Regions from separate parts of the Rattus norvegicus genome. Here region 2 is linked to region 1. The links are chromatin contacts, called in public Hi-C maps. All regions are on one chromosome and are shown on one strand. The core of a region is the stretch at or near the end of the contact, and the rest is flanking DNA. Distances in the headings are between cores, read along the strand shown. Region 1 overlaps Il1rapl2 (interleukin 1 receptor accessory protein-like 2). Region 2 overlaps Il1rapl2 (interleukin 1 receptor accessory protein-like 2).

What was found. Hi-C and Micro-C count contacts between places; a contact is called where the count stands out from the background.
Region 2: a Hi-C map of the Rat2 cell line shows a contact between it and region 1, with 5 times the contacts expected there. The contact joins two enhancer-like sites. A contact is called at or near these places in 2 of 12 Hi-C or Micro-C datasets (the A7r5 cell line and the Rat2 cell line).

Annotation. Positions count from the first base shown.
Region 1 is chrX:106,443,325-106,450,264 of GRCr8, forward strand. All of the region lies in intron 5 of Il1rapl2 (interleukin 1 receptor accessory protein-like 2), which reads left to right. Among named protein-coding and RNA genes, the nearest start is that of Tex13a, 51 kb to the left of the region's middle. Within about 2 kb of position 4,242, at least 6 of the 93 cell types and tissues checked have an H3K27ac peak or open chromatin away from gene starts, as enhancers often do.
Region 2 is chrX:106,648,450-106,655,389 of GRCr8, forward strand. The region is part of intron 5 of Il1rapl2 (interleukin 1 receptor accessory protein-like 2); the gene reads left to right. Among named protein-coding and RNA genes, the nearest start is that of Tex13a, 260 kb to the left of the region's middle. Within about 2 kb of position 4,357, at least 1 of the 93 cell types and tissues checked has an H3K27ac peak or open chromatin away from gene starts, as enhancers often do.

The DNA.
Region 1 (6,940 bases), core at 2,992-5,491:
GTTTAATTTACATGTGCTAAAGTTTTATATAATCAGTGTATAGGCTCAATATTTTATTGGCTACCATGCAGAGGGTCTCAAAGCTTAATGTATTTCAGAGTCACGTGGAAAGAAGCAGGAAGGGTTAACCTGGGAATCCTTAAATTCAGATTCCCCAGACTCTTCCACGAGATTCTAATTTAAGATATCAGAAACGCAATTACTCTTTTTGTTGAGCACTCCTGTCCTATACCTCCCAAGGATCAAGAATGCTTTGAAAGAGAATGCTAGAAGAAAGAATGTTGGTTAATTTAAAAGGCCAAAGTTGTAGATTTAATTTCTTATGTTACAGTTCACATAGGTACTATAAACACATTCTCATGGGTCTGAAATAATTTCTCTTCAACTACTAAGAGTGAGCATGACAACTTAGGCGGTTGGTAACCAAGGGATAGATGGCAAGGGAATATGTGGACAAAGCAGCTTCAATCAATGAAATCTCTTATCTATTCACTAAGAATTTACTATGTGTGACAGACTAAAAAAAATAACATAAGACCAAAAAAATCATTCAGAAATTCTTTCACTATCATTTCCAGATCAGTCCATAATAATCAGTAGTATGAGAAGATAGAAAGACATGTATTTACTTAAAGAATTTAGATGTTATTTTAGATGTAGAAACAAAATGGCTTCTAGGTATAGAAGTTTGAGGTACTATATAAAAACTGATTCTTTTTTGTAGTATTATATGCTTTGTTCTGTCAGCATCATCAAAGCAATTAGAATGATTTTCTTCTCATTATTCAAAATCCAAGGCTGGCATCACATAAAAACAAAACCTACTCATACTTGTTTTGAATGTTGTAGCATAAAGACACTGGGTAGAAATTTTGATATGGAAATAATAGTATTTGTTAATAATAAAATCATGTAGATTAAGGTAAGATTGTATGTTGCAAGTGTACACATTTTATAAAATTATCAATTTTAAAAGGCTGTCTCTTCACTGTTATTTGAAAATTTATGAATCTAAAAAACATGTCTTCAATAAAACAAATGTTAAGTGCTGGTTAATTTAAGTAGATCAAGTTTTAAAAGGTCCAGATATTAAAAAATGATAAGTTAGAAGGTTAACCTTTGATAACAAAATGATTTCCTATTTGAAACATTTTCAATAACATTTCCCTAAATAGCTTTCATATTGTATCAAAATGGGATTTGTCTAAAATGCAAGCCTCTACAACATAATTTATTACATAAATCACAGCATACTTGTAACACATTATTATAAATTTCATTTTATTTCCTTCGAAGCTGCATATGAATACATAATAAGATAGATCAGAAAACACACACAATTGCTCATTTAGATCATTTGCTCAATATGCCCACAGCTAGTAGTTTTATTTCCCACAGCATATTTTATGTGGCTGTTCGCAGTTTTGTAGGATTTCCCCCTTTACTCTTGCATGGCACCTGTGCAGAGGACTAGTTGATGGAATCAGATAAAATGGGAGATTTGGGGCTTAGAAGGTGAAGATGCAGATCAGGTGAGTGGAAGAAGCAGGAAGGGAATGAGAGAAGAGGAGCCAGCATAATGGGATAGGGTCCCTGGGGTGAGCCGAGGTCTGCCTTAAGAAGGTTGAAGAGAGACATAAATTACTGAGACTTTACAAAGGAACAAAAGGAGGAATTCAACATGAATTGACTTATTCACCTGGTGAATCATTCATAAACAAATGCTTTTGTGCAGTCTTTTAGAAATGAGCATTCGCCGTTTAGGAAGCAAAACCTAGCAACTTGTTCTCTGCTGAAGATGACAATAAAAAAAAAAGGTAAAGTATTTGGATGGCTGAATCCAAACAATAAGTAACCCTCCAGTGAATTCTCAAATGTGTCTAGCATCCAGACAAGTCCTATGTATGCATGATGTAGAACAAGGATCCTAGGCAAAAGAAGCAGTGATTTGCAACATACTGCCTTTTCTGTGTTGTCAGATGAGAATAGGGGCCACTACTATTAGGTTCTCTGAAATTTTTATAAAAAAATGGTAGCAGTCTATATTTTTATATGGAAATTCCTGAATTGCAATGGACTCTATGAAGCGTATAAACCATGTTGGTTAGCTAAATTGAATTTAGCGATCGTTCATTTCTTTTCTTGCCTTAAGCAATTTTGTCCAGTAGGACCTTTGTTTTGTTTCCTTTTGTTTTCGAAAGGGTTTCACTTATGTAGTCCTAGCTGACAGGAAACTTTCTATGTAGATCATGATGGCTTTAAGCTCACAGGGGTTCACCAAGCTCTTCCTCCAGAATGCTAAGATCAAAGGAGTATTTCACTGTGTCTGGCATGCTCAGTAGGACTTTTAAACAAACCACTATGTGGCTGGCTCAGAATTTATTTCCACCTCTAATAGTGAAAAGGGGGATGCTTTAAATTCTAGAGTGTGTTGGAGAGAACTCAATAGACAAGCTGAGAAAAGTACTCAGTAACCATCCCAGTCACCGCATCTAATAGACTGGTCGATCCAACTGGAGAGTGAAGGGGCAGACTTTATGGATGTAATACTGCAGAAAGAATATTGACAAATTGATTACTTTACAAAGAAGAACATTCCAGATGATGAAGCATGTTGGTCTTAGGTGTTACAGATGAATTCAAAGCCCCAGGATAAAATAGCTACCTTGGCTTTGCTCTGAAGCAGAGTGATGGGAAGCCTGAAAAGAAACACCCCAGAGCCATTTGTTCTCTGTCCTTCATGTTCTCTCTGAACAGCCAGGTGATATGATGTGAACTCGTATGTCCTGACTATCACACAGAAAGGGATCTCATTTGCACCTTTTCTGTGACTTAATTGGGAAAGACCTCAGCAGTCAGTAGTTCTTGGCTACATTAAAGAGCTTTCACATAACTGACTGGATTTCATAATAGACTGCTCTCTTGCCCAGTCACAGGTACAGACATCACAGGACCCAAACTGGCTTACACCAACCACATTGCATTCCTCTAAACCTCTCCCTCTCTTCCTGAGTAACATGCCTCCATACACACACACACACACACACACACACACACACACACACACACACACACACACACACACACATACACACACATCCACAGCACACACTGGATAGTGTCACACTGACTTATGTGCTTTTTAAGGTGCTCTGATGGCCTATCTCCTTTTTTAGGCCATCTCCTCAGATCTTTACTTGGTGCTACTATTACTCTAGGACCTCAATAAGTTTAGCAGTTTGGAAGGGATAAGAGCCAAAATGTTTTCCTTCTCAAACAGCTTATTTGCAGTTTAATAGATATTTCAATTCTGTAACTTGCAGGTATGACTGACGGTGGGGAATTCTAGCAACTCTTCCGGGGCCTGTGCAAGCTCTTCTCAGATTGTTCCAGTTCCTTGCCTGCAGGTAGCCAGTTGTTCTGTTTAGCAACAAGGCCAAACCTATTGCTGACCTTGGGAGTCTGGCGGGAGGGGGAAATCCCGCTTAGAATTATGGAAAGGAGGTCGTTGGGTGTCTGGTGAAAGAGTGATTTTCTCTCTTCCTCCTTCATCACTCTTATTGTATCTGTTCTCTCCATATTTCCTTCACCGTGCTCTAACCTATGACATGAGAATATCTATTAACCCTGATGCTGACAGCCAGGGTCAAAGGGATCACCAGTTTCTGTCCTAAGAAAATGTTTATGTCATGTTGCTAGGCCCTGCCGGGAGATAAATGAGCATGGTTAACTATCCTGTCAGCAGAAAGGCAGGCTTGTTTCTCTCTAAAACCAGAGGCTATGAGTGAATTCATTCTTGTGGGCTGATTTCCCAGGCAGCTATGCAGGACCACAGACTAGAGGTGAGGGGGAATGTGCTAGAGAACACAGAGCAGAATCTGGCAAATGAGTCACATCCTTGAAAGTCCAGCTAGAGGCATTCTTCTAGCACCAGGGGTCCTCAGTGACTCTCCTCTCTGGCTTCTCTGACGTCAAGGAGGTGGTGCAGTAGGATATTTAAGGAAGGGTTTGCATTTTGATTCCTAGGTGTGTTCACTGTGACATCCACACAAATGAATTTTTCATAGGTGCAGTGTGTTTATTTGTAAAAGTGTCATCTACCTTGCTTTGCCTAACTTAAGAACATGGGTTCGATCAAATAGAAAATAATCTGTCAAGCAACCCTTCTGTAAAACAGAAAGCTGGGGCATTGTATGGACAGCGACTAGCCTTCAGGATAGTGGAGTGGAGGAGTGACTCAGAGAAGTGCAATTTATTGAGTCAGACATTATGTATCACACCTAGTCAGAGCTCCCAACAACCTTTAACATTGGTGAGATTTTTCTCCAGTGTAAGAAAGGAAATGAGGGGTTAGAAAGGGTAAGATCCTGGCTTACGGTGTCTGACACACCTAATAAGCAATGGAGCTAAGATTTCATTCCATATTCATTTCAAATGTTGCTCTTTAAGCACTCTCTTGCAAGCTACCTAGAGAGCTCCTGCATATAACTGTGTTAAGTAAATGTCAATAACTGGTTTCCACTCTCCCTTTCTGCCAGCTCCATGTACTCCCTGTTCTTTGTTTATATACACTTTGTACTTCTGTGATTTGTGAAACCTCCACAGACTCGTCTTATAGTCACCGCTCCATTCTCCTCAAGGCAGGTTTTTCATGGCTCTGACTGAAGATAATTTGTAATTACTTTGGAGTTCCCCCTTCTTTAGATTTGCCTTCGAAATCTCTTTAAAATACTCCAAACTTTGCTGCTCTCTAGAGATTCATTGTAACACTTAAATACAACATATAATTACAGATCTGTGCTCATTGCTATGTGTGCTTTTTTTCTTATGTGCTTTTCTATACCATGAGCTCAATCCTAGAAAAGAACATGGAAAGGTGTGGCATTTTGTTCTTCATTTACAGACATAGCAATTGAAAATCAGGAAACAAATTTCTCAGTGTCCCATAGGAGCTACAACTCAGGTGTTTTTATAAAGTCTGAGACACTTCTACTACTAGATGCTTATAGGACACCTAGAGCTCATGATGATATGATCTGGTTTGAAGAGAATTAGTGCTCTTATAGGGAGAAAGAAAAGAATCCTCTTGCTAAGCAAAACATCAAGAGGAAATACTTTTAAATACACACACATACACATACAAACACACAGGTAACTGTATAAAACAAAGGATTTATCTGTGAGAAAAGACACACACACACACACACACACACACACACACACACACACACTCCAGACCCAAAGCCAGAGAATTATGATCCAAGCACAAAATCTAATAGGTCCGAAATTTTTAATTTACTTGACTGGGAGTCAAAGTTTTATCTTTTATTGAAAATACTAATATTTTTGCCATGTTGATTTGAAGAATAATATTAGAAATGCAACAATTGTATTTGGGAATTAATGGGCAAATTACAGTGATATTCTTAAAATGACTATCTTCACTGTCATTATTGTCATTTCTGGAAAGCTTGAAAAGGTGACTGTAGCAATTTTATCACAAGAATGGAGTCCAACAAGTAGACTAGTATAGATGGTTATTATTACTAGAGTGCTTCAGTTACAGGGGATGCATTTTGAAGACAAAGAAGTTAACTAGAGACTATGCAACACTCAAGCAAATTGCTACACAGATAAGTCTTTAGAACCAAATGATGCCATCCAAGGAGACACAATCTTGTGAAATAGTTTGTCAATTAAGATGGTCACAAATATATTGTTGTTCATATAAATGAGTTTTTGTAGCCAGCAAAGACATTTTAATGATGTGTGAGGCAAGAAGAAAGGCTGCTGAAAGAAAGCTGAGGTGGAAATTAGTCCCGAGGACAAACATGCTGAGGAGGCTGGCCCTTTCCTGTCTAGCAATCCCTTATGTCATTACGGTTCATCCCTAGTGGTTTATAAAGGCAGTTAAATGTCCTCTTTTCACTGTCAAAGGGGAAGATAATCCATCAGTTCGAATCTATAAGTCATGTTTTTTTTTTGTGCCAAGCATACTTCATAACCTAAGTGTCACTGATTTAGCACAATGTTCCACTGGTGTTCTGGGGGAGCAGCTGGCAACCGTCAGATGCAGCAGCCTAAGTGATGAGGTGTGTGGGTATAGGTCGGGATGGAAAGAATGTTGATTCTTTTCTGGGCAACACCTCTTTAACCTTACCTAGCTTAGGCATCTACTTACTTGTACATCTAGAATACAGTACTCGCTTAGTTTGTGTTTTGGATCTTTCACATCAGAGGTTATCTATTCTATGTGACAGCTCTACCTATGTTGGGGTAAGAGAGATCAGCAGTGATAATGTTCACCTGTTCTTGGATCAGCTTCCTGAGTGATTTTCCATTTGCAATAGTTAAGATGCCATAGGCTCATGATTAACCCCGCCATAAGAGTTGTATGAGAAGCCAAAGTTTTTTTTCTGATAATAAGATATTTTAGTGTCCTGAGAACGTAGTTCAGTTGGTTGAATATTTGCTTAGCGTGCACGTTTGTCATAAGTTCAATTCCCAGTACTGTATAAATCAGACATGGTGGCACAGACCTGTAATCCCTGAACTTGAAAGCATCTTTAGCTGCATAGCAAATTTGAAGCTAGCCTGGGACATATGAGACACTAGTAGATACTTAAAATTATATTTTAATGACCTAGATCTTTTCTACTAAAACCAAACACTGCTTGATTTTTTTAAATGTGAATATTATATAAAAATAATTTTTATGATTCAATTGAATTTGGCTCCTGACTAGTACATAAAGTACAAAGTGAAAAGAACATTTTAGGCAAGTGAATAAATATTAATGCTGTGATGGTCAATGTAGCATATTTCATATTCTTTGTGTTAATATTTCTATAGTGTGCATGAATGAGTACATATTTGCTTGCATGTGAGTGAGCATTTATATGGAGACTCAAAAATTGTTCTTATCAATCATCATCCATTT
Region 2 (6,940 bases), core at 3,107-5,606, 210 kb after region 1:
AATGAAAAGAGTAGCACACTATAGCAGCACTATTCAATTTACTCTTCAAACTACAAAAACACACAGATGTCCTTACACAGATGAATGGCAAGAAACGGGTGTGTCGGCAATAATGGAACAAGCCCCCGACGGTAGGAATGAAAGTTAAACATATTATACAAAGTGAAAGAAGCTAATAAAAAAATGCTCCCAACTCTATAGTTCTGTTTAGATGACATTCTGGAAAAGGCAAAACAGTATGTAAAGAAAAGAGACTGGTAATTACCAAGAAGTTAAGAATGAGGAAAAAGAATGACTTGAAAGGTCAGCATGAAGAAAACCTTAGAAATGTTATTTTCATTGTGTATCTTTTTTTCTAATCATAGTTGCATAAATTTGTGAATGTGGTAAATCTCCTAGACATATTCATAGACACATATTACAAAATACTTACTTTGCATTGATTCTGATATAAACTTAGTCCTAGACAAAATTTAAAATAAATGAAATTTGAATTTAGCACTACATGCTTAGTTCACTTTTGTCTATCAGGAGTATTGCTATAGATATTAAGTCTTCACTCAGTTGCCACTCTCAGCTTTCAGAGTATTAGTTGATGATTAATCTGCCCAAAGTTTAAATAATTGCAAATAGTCATACTTGTTTTCTCTATGGTGTTATTTTCATAGATTTGAAGAGGTCCCTAATTTTTAATCTAAAATAATGTATGCTCAATAGTGGATTAAAATTGAATGATTAAAAAAAAACTGTTAAAAAAATAAGGTTGGAAATTTAGCTCAGTGGTAGGACACTTGCCTAGCAAGCGCAAGGCCCTCGGTTCGGTCCTCAGCTCTGGGTTAAAGAAAAAAGTGTTAAAATTAAATGATTGGTCAGTGGAAAAAGAATATATTTGGAGAAAGAATCAGGACTGCCCCCTTTACATTACTAAAAAAAAGTGTATATATTTAAACCTTTTCTTTTAAAAAAATGTTTAATTGAAATGGAATTTCATCAGTTTCCCCCTTTCCAGCCCTTTTCAGATAACCTCCCTTAAAACCCTCCCATGCCTCCCACTTTCAAGTTGAACTTCTTACATTTGTTACATATTTGTGTGCAAAGTATATATAAATAGAACCAAATGAGTTACTTTTTGTTGTTTGTATATACGGTTTCCAGGCTGACCAAAAGGCCTTGGACAACCAGAAGCAGGACTCATCCCTGACAGAAGCTAATTCACCATCTCCAGAAGTCAATAGATGCCTGTAGCTTTTTTTCTAGGAGTGGGATCCCACAAAAGTTTTTTCCCTTCCACAGCAAATAGAGAGCACTATAGATAATGACAGCTAGACACAATGTAGAGACATTGTAGAGTGGGGAGACAAGTCCCCACATAAACATTTACATCCCAGCTCCTGTATCTGTGGTTCAGAGAGCATCATATTATTGAGGACAGAAAGATTTTTAGAGCAGAATACCAGGATCTTTCCTGTGTAAGAGTCTCTCCTAGAAATGGCTATATTCTCAAGACCTGAACAATAGCAATAGTAAGGAAGTGCTTAGGACTTCCAAGTTTGTGTTTTATAGCTTGTGTGATAAAATAGCATAGTCTGTGTGGCACTACAGATGAATAGAAGGGAATACATGTGACCCTACCAAAGACTGAATATTCTCAGACTAAAGAGAAACCCTATGAAATAATGAAAGTAATATCTTAACATTTAAACCTGTTACTAATAGACATCATTTAAATGATTGAGTTCCTACATCAAAAATCTGAAACTATCTAGGTGCATTTCAAATATCTCCTTATATAAATTTATTGTTACTTTTGGAGAAACTATCAACTATATTTGAATTTATTTGAATATAAGTTCCTTTAATAGTGAGAACTTTTGGAAGATATAGTATATTAACTTATAACTTCAAGTGTGTTAATCCATATTTAAAGATTTATTTGCATGTGAGACTTTCTTAAAGTGAAGCATAGTCATGTAGACATAGTTATAGGCTCATTGCTGTGATAAAAATACCTGGCAAAAGCTATTTGTGAAACGAAGGCTTTGTTTTGACTTATATTATGAGAATATAAGCTGTAGGGTTTGATTTTTCCAAACCTACTTTTATCAAATTCTTTGGTCCTCCTTCTAGCCCATACAGAAACCTCCACTAATAGTTTGTCATGGTGGAGAAGATACAGCAGCAGAGCTTCAATGGCGCCTCTGGCCAAAGATCAGGAAGCAGCAAGAGATGAATTCTTAGCTCACTTTTTTCCTTTCTTTCTGGTCAGACTATAAGCTAGCTCATAAATTATTGCTGACCACCGTTAATGTAGGCTCTTCTGTCTCATTGGACCAAATCTAGGCAAGCCATCCAAGGCATTTTCAGAGGCTTCTCTCCTAGGTGAATCTAGAACCTGTCTTGTTAAGAATCGATAACAACCATCAAAATGTGCAAGAATTGGGTGTTTTGAGCACCATAGAACTTGCATACTTTTCACTCTGTTGACATAATGAACAGGTGAATTAGACTTTAGAAGTAATGGAGAGCATGTTTGTAATTCACTCTATATATTCACCTTAATAATATCACAGTAAAAGTAATAAAGAAGCCCAAAATACATTAAAGCTGCATTTCTTTCTAAATGCAACCTGTCTGAATTGGAACATTTTGTCGATATTTTCACCCAAAGATATTCTGTGTGAACTTTATTGATGCCCAAGGCATGTGTTGTTAATTGTATGTTTTGCTTCTCTAGGTATCACAAGTTTCTGCAACACAGGAATTCATAGATGCACAACATGCTCTTATTACCCAGCTAGAGGCAGGTAGAAGAACATGCTATTCTGTGTCATATCTATCTGATCTCAATTTCACTAAAGAATACATTTAAAAGTAATATATTTCAATTTTTTTCATGGAAACATCAATAAAATATGAAGCATTATAGAAAGTAAAAAAGGAGTTGGGGTGCTGAATATTTAATTATCACCATTAACCTTAGATGATCTTTTAAGGAAGAATACTTTGATTTCATTAGGAAAGTTAAGTGAATAACTGACTTAAGATTTATTATTAGGGTTGAAAAGTAAACATAAGGAAGAAGAGCAAAGCTATTAAAGAAATGGTTTCCAAACCAGTAGACATGACACAACTCAATTTCCCGTAACACCTAAACAGTCAATTAATTCCCTGTTTAAATATAATTTAAATTTAAATATAAACATAATTTCATCATTCTCTTGTTCATTTTATGTCTCCCTCTAACTTTCAACAATTTCTTCTTTCACTTAGCCTCTGTAACCCAGAAAACAACTAAAGTTTGAGCAATGACAAGGAGGTTCATGGTTTGCTTAAATGATATCTACTGGCTATGGGCCAGGAATTAAAGAGTAACTTCGGTTAGGAACAGAGGGAAGATTACATTCACATATGAAAACAGGGTGAAGTAGCTAGACTCCAGGTAGAGAGAGCACAGATTTTAAATTAGAAAGAAATTAAGACAAAAAATATACAAGTAAACACAATACCTCAAAGAGATAACTGTTTAAAGATTTGGTCAGAACTAACTTTAAGAGAAAGTTAAGGATAGGATATCAACACGAATCAGAAGTGGTGGTATGCTGCTGTGGCAAGTGTCACAGAGATTTAAAATCTCCATTTGTGACGACAACTTGACTGAGCTTCTTTTACTGACCAATTTGCTTCTGTTAAATGTGCTTCTTTCTGATGAACTCCAACCAGTAAAAATTAAAGTTTTTCTTTTCTTTTTATATATATGAGAGTGGTCGTACTATATGCTGTTGTAGTCCTCTGCTCACTTTAGTCCTCACAACCACAAAAAGAAGACAAATGAGTGCTTATAAGAAAGTTACATGGTCCTCAAGTTCATGTAGAGTGTCCTCTCTCATGCTAGTGACGTGTCTTCTGTCTCTATGCTATTGCCATTTGAGACCTTGAATTGTACCTATTCTGACTATGTTCTTGGCTTTGCTCTTGACCTAGCTTTTGTCTGTTTATGATCTCACTTCTTTTTTAGCTGCATCTGCTTTCCTTCAGATTCTAATTAAATCCTGTGTTTCTGAGACTAAAAGCCCAACCACATTCCTAATTTCTCTTTGCATGAATGGTTTGGGCACTGTTTTTACACGGACTCTACCATGATTCCTATTGCTCTCACTGTAGTGACTCAGGAAAAATGCTCATAACCATTTTCTTGGAAATGTATCTCTTGATGAACATGAAAAACCGGAGTAAGGGGATGTATAAGAAGTGATCCTACTTCCCACTTTACATTCTACCCTGCAGGTAACATGACCGGTTTCTTTCTGTAAAATGTTTTAGTTCAGGTCAGAACACAAATCACGCTGCACCGGATAGATCATTGCGCTGGCTCACTGTGGTGTTATGTATGCCTGGAAATGAGCCAGGCTCAGTGAGGACAGAAAGTATCAATGAGAACGGGGTAGGAAGTTGAAATCCAAGATTATCGTGTGTAATGAAAAACATCTGGTGACCTTAACCGACTACTAAATGAAAGACGACCAACTTAAGAGATGGTTTGGGGCTTTAAGAACAAGAATTGTCAGGTATCTTTCTCTGTGGATGACTATTTGTGGATACAAAAAAGAAAACCCTGACTGTGTGATGTTTTACACAACTAAATTGAAACATTCGGGCTCAAGTTTGTTTGTTTGTTTGTTTGTTTGTTTGTTTGTTTTTTTAAAGTTCTGGAGTTTTACTTTTCAAAAGAATTTCATTTACCAACCCAGAAAACATTCACCCAAATGACAACCCGAGTAGTGTCCCCTTAGAAAACAAATTCAACTGTGAATTATCTGTGCCGTAGACCTTGAAAATCTTTAGTCACTTCATGTAGTCAATAATGTGGATGTTTGATTTAGTGACAGAGGATCATCCCAGTAATTCCTTTCTTCTTTCACTCCTACAATTGTATATTTGCTAAATTAGTTGTGATTGATGCTATCATTTTATCCATGTGCTAGATTTTTTACCGTGAAAAGCTATTAGAGTTTTATGGCATCCATAGTTTTAGGTGTGAATGGAGCACAATATATTTTTATACTTCTTCAATAGTGAAGCCACAATTTATACAAATAGATTCATTCTGTCTTTTGCCCAAGTGACTTTGACAAAAACATGTCATTTAAAGTAATGTTGTTCATCCTTCACTCATGCAAAAGCTGAAGGCTACATTGCTTTGCCATGAAATAAGCGAAGCTTTGAACGCCTGGTAAAATCTGGAGATGCCACTAAGAGTAACTTAAGAGGTTTGTACAGCTTGAATGAAATGGAGGGCAACAATCACTGACAGCTATAATTTTAGCATAAATTGGGCTAAAGAAACAGTTTTTCTTTTTCGAAAATAAGCTTTCTCTGAGAAGCGGTTATGGAATGCTCAGATGCTTTCAAGGTTTGTTAAAATAATTATACACACAGTAAAATATTAGTAATAATATTAATATTATGAGTATTATCAATATTAGTTTTGCTTTAGGCAGTATTATAGGAAGACTCGTGAGCATAAGATTTAGGGTGAGCACACTGAAGGTTCAGAAAAAAACGGATGTAAAATATGTTTTTAATTAGTGTATTCCTCACTGATGAATGATAGGCTCTGTCTTTTTTCCTTGCAAATATTACTGTGAGGAAAAACTTCAGGGTTTGTCCCTGTCACTTCTTCAGTGTAGCTCCCATATCAAGGAATTAGACAATGCTTCCTCCTATCAGAATATTAGTAGACACGTGTTATAAATTGGGAGAAAGAGAAGTTGAAATAAATTGATAAGAGATAGAGTTGTATCTCGGGAGTTTTGAGTAATGTAATATTGACCTGGGGCATAAGGTCTTGAGATGAACTACTACATTTCTAGTACTAAATGAATCCAAGTTGCTCCAATTACATCACAAGACACAGGTCATTTTTTCATACTGACCTATATCCTTAAACTGACCCTGGCTAATAAATCTCCTGGCTGGGAGATTGATTTCACTTTTAGGTACGGGGTGCTCTCGGGGTTTATGTCCTTTATATGAAACGCTTCAGTTCTAGTGTTTTGACCAAAGAGAGCCAGGAGTAAGGGAAAGAAAGAGAAGGGGTATGGGGAGAGAGGGAGGGAGGCAAAGGGATAACTGATTGGTTATGTATGTACATTTACCCAGGTCTTTGTGTATTTATAAAGTCTTTAAAGCATGCGCCATATCATTATGTAGAGCAAACTAGCAGGACACTGAGAAGTAGTCAGAGTTTCACTCTAAATGATGGCTTTAGAAGGACACACAATTTTATAGATCTTTATAGATCACCTAAGTAATGTATAACAGAAATTCTTTACTCTGACTGCTCTGTCATATATCCTGAGGCTTATTTCCTTCGTGTCAAAACAGTCTTCTCTTCAACATGTGCACTCTATGCACACTGCTTCACCGTTTCTTTTGGATGGCTACCAACTGATAACCAGTTCAACACATTAAACCAGAAGCAAACATAAGTTTGTCCTCTCTAAGGGTGTCTTAGTCCTTTAACAGTCCTCGTGGAGTACATTACATAGAGTCAAAATGAAGAACTCTAAGAAAGAAGACCAAACCTGTACAAAATCTTCAGTGTGTTTTCTGGGGACTTTCAAGAATAGATATTTATGAGAAAGACGACCTTTTATAATATTGAATAACAATGTTGTCTCTGAGTAAATCTACATACAACATAATCATATAAATTAGTTGATGTGTTGTGTACAATAACTTTCTGGTATATTCTCTTTATTATTTTATAAATCATCAAGCTTAATCAACCTTGCTAAATTTGGAAAGATACCCATGAGAAAGAACAAAACTTAATCACAGATCACAGGTGCATGTTTTATTTTTAAAGATTTCTCTCTCTCTCTCTTTCTCTCTCTCTCTCTCTCTCTCTCTCTCTCTCTCTTTCTCTCTCTCTCTCTCT